Linked DNA regions of Rattus norvegicus: region 2 is linked to region 1. The links are chromatin contacts, called in public Hi-C maps. All regions are on one chromosome and are shown on one strand. Each heading gives the region's core, a stretch centred on a gene start, on an enhancer-like site or on the middle of the called end of the contact. The rest is flanking DNA. Distances are from core to core; before and after follow the strand shown. Region 1 holds the start of Smpd1 (sphingomyelin phosphodiesterase 1). Region 2 holds the start of Rrp8 (ribosomal RNA processing 8).

Region 1 (3,409 bases), core at 806-3,305:
TAGAAGCCCCCAATTCTGAAACAAAAGTAACCGAGGTATCAATACTTGGACAATCCTAGTCCTACATGTGGGGCAGAGCTACACATGATGTCATCTCCCACCTCCAGGAGCTCCCATCCCAGCTGAAGACCAACAGCAGTAATTATAGGCTCCTCTGACAGTAAAGAAGGTTCAGAGGGCTGAGGGCTCCAGTAATTCAGGACAGAGAGTCAGGTGAGCCAGAAAGCAAAGGCCTTTCAGTGGATGGATGTTACAGGCCAGGCCAAGTTGAGAAAAATGGGAGATATTAAAGAGGGAGGGAGAATTCATTTTACAAAGAGCTACTGTAGGCAAAGACACAAGCTGGGGTGTGGGGATGTGGTACTGTTAGCTCTGAAAAGAGGCTGGAGATAAGAAAAGGGAAGGCAGGGTCATGTTAGGGAAGGCAGTAGAGAGTGCTGCTGGCTTGAGCAGTCTGCCCAGTTCCCTTCTTTCTCCCTGGGTTTCCATGGACAGCAAGTACCTGAGGGTGTGAAGGGCGTCAGCTGGTAACCAGGGTTCCCATGCCTTGGCCATGGCTTCATAAAGCCATTGTGAAGACTGGTTTCCCTTTATGAAGGGGGGAGGGAAGCCATTGACAGGAGTACTCTCATGGTTGCCCACAGCAGGGTACACCGGTACAGGGCCCAAGAACTTCCACACGAGGTCTGTGATGGTGTTCAGGGCCCTTAGCTGATCTTGTCGAGACTGTTGCCAGACATCATGGGCAGGGATGTCTCCTGTCCAGTACACCATTTCAAAAGGGCCGGCGGGGCCCAGCCCTTTCAACAGGCTCTCTAGCGTTCGCAGGGGCAGGTCACACTTGCTGTACTCTCCCCAGTACCCAGCCCCTGTCCGTGAGTTGGGCGGCCATCCAGACCCCCTGCGGCAGCAGAGGGGATCTGCACAGTTAGGGTCTGTGCCCTCCAGGTAGTCATGGTCCCAGTGAAGGTCAGTAAGGAAGAGGACACGGCTGACAGGGGCACCTGGGGCTGGTGGGCTCGGTGGCTTTGGGGGTGGCTTCGGCACTGATGGCAAAGAGATGTTCCAAGTTGAAAAGATGTCCCAGTGCCCACAAGAGGAGCCCAGAAGCAAGCCACAAGCTTCTGAAGGGCTCAGAACTGAGCGTGTCCACACGTCCACCACATCGTCCTCAAAGAGATGAACAGCTGACTGGCACACATTTAGTGGCGCTATGTTCAGCATCTTGCACATCTTGATGGCCACAGAGCCTACTCGTGCCACATTGGGCTCCTTCTGTGGAGGAAGGAACCAATGATGAGAGGTCAGAGACAGTACAAGTGACCCCTCGCCACCACTCCACAGGCTTCCATGTCTAAATCAGGGCTAGGGTGAACTCTGTCACCATGATAAAGGGACATCAGTGTCTCCCACTTACTGCCCGGCAGCTCAGCACCAGGCCTCTACCTACCTACTCTAGCTCAGGGTGTGCTCTCATTTCAAGCCCATGACTAGCCAGCTGACTTTACTCTCCCTACTTTACAAAGGTCACAGTGGGGTGGTGGTAACATGGAGGCATAGGAAGCACCCTCCACCAGGAATAATATATTGGCCCCAGAGCCTATCGGTGCCCCTCCCCCTGCCCGGAGCATTCCACCACAGCCCTTCAAGCACTCACCTTCAGCCCATAGTTGAGAGCAGTAAATAAGACTTTGCAGGCGGGGCAGGTGAGGTTCCTCCACCCAAAGGCATTCTGGAGCTGCGGCGCTACCGCACTGAATTTGACAGAATGGCCTTGGGAGGGAAGAGGATAAGCTCTGGCAGGAACCCAGAGAACCGTGGAGTCAAACAGAGCCAGGACCAGAGCCAAGCCCAGCCCCATCCAAAGGAGTCCCAATTTGGGTGCCGGTAAGGACCTCTCCAGTCTCTGCTCCCAGCCGGCTCTGAGATGGCCCTGGCCGGATGACGCTCCGTGGTGGGGCATTGCCAAGCTCGTAGACAGGACTGGATCGCCCCTCCAGGCCCCGCAGGCCGAGGCCCTGGCTGGCCCTCGGGGCCCCAGTAGCTCTGGAGACACCAGATTACCCTTCGTTGCGGTTGACTGATGGCTCAGCAGCCAGCCACAAAACAGCTCCTCCCCTTCCTGTTCCTCTTATGCCCCAGCAACCTTGGGGGAGTGCTGTCAAAGCCTTGGGGGCGGAGCAAAAGGGGACCCGCGGGCCCTCCCTCCTCGGTCCTCTTATGCCACAGCCTGTCACTGCAGGCGGTCCTAGGACCCGTGAGGTTGGATGGTAGTTGGGGTAGGTAAGTGCCCTCCATAGAGACGAGCGTCGCCACCTTGAGCCATTGCTGTGTGAGGCTGCCAGCCGCGGCCTGATGCTTTGTGGCCAGAACTGGTGGAAGCCCTTTAGGGAACTCCCAGGTGCCTCCTCGCCCCTCGCCCCCGCCCCCAGCACCCTCCACCTGCCTTTTCAAACTTTCAGATTCCTAGAATAGATGCCCGGCTCAGCTGGCCTTTTAACTCGGGAGGCTAAAGAGAGAGGGCTGGGGTAGCGATCCTATCCCTGCATTGAGTGGATTGACCTGCCATGGAGGTCCCTCTCGTCGGTTTCCTATGCTCTGCCACCATTACAGCACTTGATGTTTTGTTAATGTTACTTTTTTTTAATTTAAAAATTTGCATTATCATTTATTTATGTGTATGGACATTTTGTATGTGCGTGCACCATGCACTCTGGAGGCCAGAAGAGGCCGTAGGAGCCACCTGGACTGGAGTTAGAGATGTATTGAGGTCATCACTCAGGTGATGGGAGCTGGACCCAGGTCCTCCAGAAGAGCAACACTGTTAGGTGTGGGGCCTGCCAGAGGTCTTCATATCCTTAAAAAGAAAACGACCTCTTCTCTCCTAGGAGCTATCTAGTGCCAATAGTTCCTTAGCTGGGAGTGGGCCTCTGGAATTTTGTCTAGCTTGAACATCCTGTGTAAGCTGTCACAATCAAGGTGATTTCACCGCATGCAACTTCCCTGTTGTGTCCAGAAAACAGTTTCCTTTAGTCATCTGCTGCCTCTGGCTCTTCTAGTCTTTCGGTAGTCCCTCTCTCAGTCACTTAACCTTGTAGGAGAGGTGTGATATAGACCCTATTTGGTGAAGATCACTTAGAAGTCTTTTGTTCTCTGTTGATCAGTTGTAGGGGTCTGTGTTAACTCTCACCTGCTTCAAGAGGCTTCACCGATGAGGGCGGAGAAGCGCTCTAATCTACAGCTACAGAAATAAGACACTGAAGTCATTTAAATGCTGTGCCTATGTAGCAGAATAAAAGTAGTAGGTTCTCCCTGTCCCCCACCCGTGGGGGGTTATGAACTATCTAGCCACAAGTCCTTGCTCTGATAATGGTGCCAGGTACAGGTTCCATCTTGTCTCCCGGAGGTC
Region 2 (3,466 bases), core at 434-2,933, 200 kb before region 1:
TTATGTTCTTTAACTTCTCAGTGGCCTATAATTAACCACTCTTCTTCCATTAAAACATCCATTCTCTAATCTTAGTCCATTTCTTATTTCTCCTTCAGATGGTTGTTCCCTGTCAGTCAGCCAGCCTTCTCGACCTCTGCCTTTATTTTACTCCTCTTCTGAGGTACTATTTTTCACCTTATAGAATCTTCAGGTATCATTTAAACGCTAATTTATGGTATCTTGGTATCCCAATCAGACCTCTCTCGAACTTAAAATCTGCACGAACAACAACCTGTCAAGCATTTCCAAGTTATTGTAGTGTCACCAAACTGTAGTCAGTCCAAAATGGAGCATCGGCAACTGCCAAGTGTCCAAGTTCCCAAACCTAAACCCCAGGTCATCTTTGACTTCCTCCTTCACTTCCCATACCAACTCAACTACTTCATTCTTATGACTTTAGGGCTCTCACCACTAACCCTGTCTCAATTCTTGTATCCAAAACATCACTTTAAGGCAATTGCATCCACGGTGACACCTGACAAATGGGTAGTCTCATCACTACACAGCTTCAGAACTTTAGATCTCTAATGTCCTTTTCCACTTCTATCCAATGCTCTAGGGCGCAGAAACTCATCCTCCAACCACATGTAATTCCAATTTTCTGGCACTCTGGTCTGCCTTTGACATGAGTTCACAGAGGCTGCAAAGTCCTCGGGAACCGATTGTGAAACTTAGTAAAAACAAAAAACCCAGACACAGCTTCCTCTCTGTAAACCCTCCTCCATCAACAGACTTTGCTTTCTAATACTCCTCATCACACTGGATAACAAAGTTAGCTGTCTCCGCCCGACATGAGCACCCCAAGTAGCGGAGAGCGGACTTCTAGCAGTCCTCTCACTCGCCAATGCTTCAGCTCACCCCTGATTTAGGTCGTTCTCTGTGTTGTCCAGCCACAAGCGCACCGCCACCGCGTTGCCCTCCCGGCACTGAGTGAAAATGTCGTCCATAGCAGCGTCCCGGCACAGAGACCCCGGGACTGGGGAAGTCTCGGGGAACTGCGGGAGAACAGAGACAAGAGAATGACTCTATCTCTGTTCCCTCAGGACAGAGGTGTCAGTGCTGGGATGGGGAGCGTCGCGAAAGGGACAGTGGTTGTCTGTGAAGGGCTTCGGGCAGCGGACGACCCCTGGGCTCGAGGAGCAGGGGGATCTGGAGGTATAGGGTAGACTTTGCTAGTTTCCTGAGTTGGCGTCAGCGGGCTCCGAGTCACGGCCCTAGAACACGGCTTGGGGGGAGGGGAGGGGCCCAAAGCTGCAAACACCCGGGGGAGGGGAAAGGGGTCCTTGCCCGGCGGCCCCGGCTCAGAGCTACTGTAGAGATCGCAGAGACAGGTTTGCAAGACCAGCATGGAACAGGGCGCGGAACTACCCGCACTCACCGGGACTCGGGTCGCAGGCGGCTTCTCCGGGGAACTCCCGTCCGGCCGCGCCCGCCGCCCGGCCCCGCCCCGGCCCGGCCCGGCCCGGCCCTCTCCAGCCAGCGCGGGCCGCGGTCCCTCCCTTCCGACCTCCTACTGCCTCTCTAGCTCAGGAGCGGTTACACTCGATGGTGCTCTGCTCCGCGCGGGCCGCTCTAGCCACCACAGAATTTCTCTCGGTGGCTTCCGGCCGAGTTTGGTCTGGCTCCAGTCCTAGGATTCTCGGACGCGCGCTACACGTGGGCCAGAGCGTAGACTCCTCCAACCCTGCCGGCCACCGGTATGTTTGAGGAGCCCGAATGGGTCGAGGCGGCCCCAGCCATCGTTGGCCTCCGGCCCGTGACAACACAGGTTCAGGCGGCGACTGCCCCGCCAGTCAAGGTGAGCGGCCCTGCACCGGGCTATTTGAAGAGTTTTAAGGAGGCAAAGTCGATCCTCCCGGGGTCGTGTTGGGTAGAGGGAGAGCCTGAAATGCTGTCGTTTATCAGGATGGTGAGAGAGTTAGTCATGATCTGAAGATCCGGAAACTCTCCAAAAAACTGACCTTAAAACATAATTGGTGAGAAGTTGGTGTGGAGAAGAGCGTACCTGAGATTTAGAAAAATGTTGAGAAGCTCCCGGGCAGTAACTCACCGTATCACAGTGTGTCCTAATAGGAATGCGGGATTAGGAGCTTGGAGCGCAGAGCTTGAAAAGTTAGTAAGTTTTCTGTACACTAAGGGTAGAAATCAGTGGAGTTTTAGCAGTGGAGTGGTTTCTCCAAGTTTTCTCTCACCTGGCATTACTTTATATACTGAGGTTCGATTCCAGGGCTTCAGCATGGTAGACAAGCATTTACTACATAGCTGAATCCGAAACCTTGAAAGGGTTTTTAGTTGCAGTGTATATTAGACAGAATCAAGGCAGGTGACAGGGAAAGTATCAGAATCACTATTCAAAGGAGGCTCAGGGAATCTAGAACCTCCAAGGTAAGGGTCTGGCTGAGGACCAGCAGTAGGACTTGAACCCCAAATCAACTTCACGGAAAACAGGCCTTTTCCTTTGAGTCTCATCAGATGTGAGGAATTCTATATCCCCTTAAGCTGTTCCTGACCTTCAGTCAGCCTAGGATGTACTATTCATTTCTGTGGTCCATTTCTGCTTGTCTGTGTGCAGCTTCTTCCTAACAGGCTGTTCCTTCTACTGCAGTTAGGAATATCTTTAATAGACAGACATGTGTGACACTGTCCGTCCTGTTTCAAAACAAACAAACAAACAAAAAAAAAAAAAAAAAAAAAAACCTCTGCTGCCCCTAGAATGCTGTCAGTGAGAGGCAAAGATAGCCACAGTCTTACCTTGGTCCCGTTGCTTGGGTGCTTAGCACATTCCTCTAAGGAAATCAACTGGCAATCCTTTACCCATTTAGAAAAGTAGAACGGGAACATTGTCTGCCCTCCTGCCTCCCAGAGGTTGGAATTGCAGCCTGAAAGTTCTGGACTTGGCTGACTTCACAACAAATGTGCTAATTTTGGATGGGAAGGACCACCAGTAGCTGAAGTCCATCTCTTTTCATAGCCTTCAGGCCTCATCCATTCTCACATACACACTCTTATCCCTTGTTTGCCTCCAGGGCCGTAAGCGCCGCCATCTCTTGGCTACATTACGAGCCCTGGAAGCAGCATCTCTCTCCCAGCAATGCCCCAGCCTACCTGGCAGTGACTCTGAGGAAGAGGAGGAGGTAGGAAGGAAGAAGAGACACTTCCAAAGGTCCTCACTTGCCAATGTCTCAAAGGAAGTAGGGAAGAAAAGAAAAGGGAAGTGTCAAAAACAGGCACCATTTATCAGTGACTCTGAGGGGAAAGAAGTGGAAAGAACATGCCACAGACAAGCTCCTCCTCTTGGCGGGATCTCTGCTGGAGAAGAAAAAGGAAAGAGGAAATGCCAGGAATATTCTTATTTACACCCAACCCAGTCCCTGAACAGTGTTGACCAAACAGGTACCAGTATATGTGAATGGGGGGAGGGGTA

The links. Hi-C and Micro-C count contacts between places; a contact is called where the count stands out from the background.
Region 2: a Hi-C map of liver shows a contact between it and region 1, with 4 times the contacts expected there. The contact joins the promoter of Rrp8 here to the promoter of Smpd1 in region 1. A contact is called at or near these places in 5 of 12 Hi-C or Micro-C datasets (the A7r5 cell line, Schwann cells, frontal cortex and 2 more).

What each region holds. Positions count from the first base shown.
Region 1 is chr1:169,303,418-169,306,826 of GRCr8, reverse strand. It overlaps Smpd1 (sphingomyelin phosphodiesterase 1), which reads right to left and starts at 2,055. Exons shown (of 6, transcript NM_001006997.1): 1 at 1,658-2,055; 2 at 503-1,275; 3 at 1-15. The coding sequence starts at 1,963.
Region 2 is chr1:169,498,690-169,502,155 of GRCr8, reverse strand. Rrp8 (ribosomal RNA processing 8) reads left to right here and starts at 1,683. Exons shown (of 7, transcript NM_001008346.1): 1 at 1,683-1,840; 2 at 3,069-3,435. The coding sequence starts at 1,742. It overlaps Ilk (integrin-linked kinase), which reads right to left and starts at 1,435. Exons shown (of 13, transcript NM_133409.2): 1 at 1,421-1,435; 2 at 901-1,037. The coding sequence starts at 989.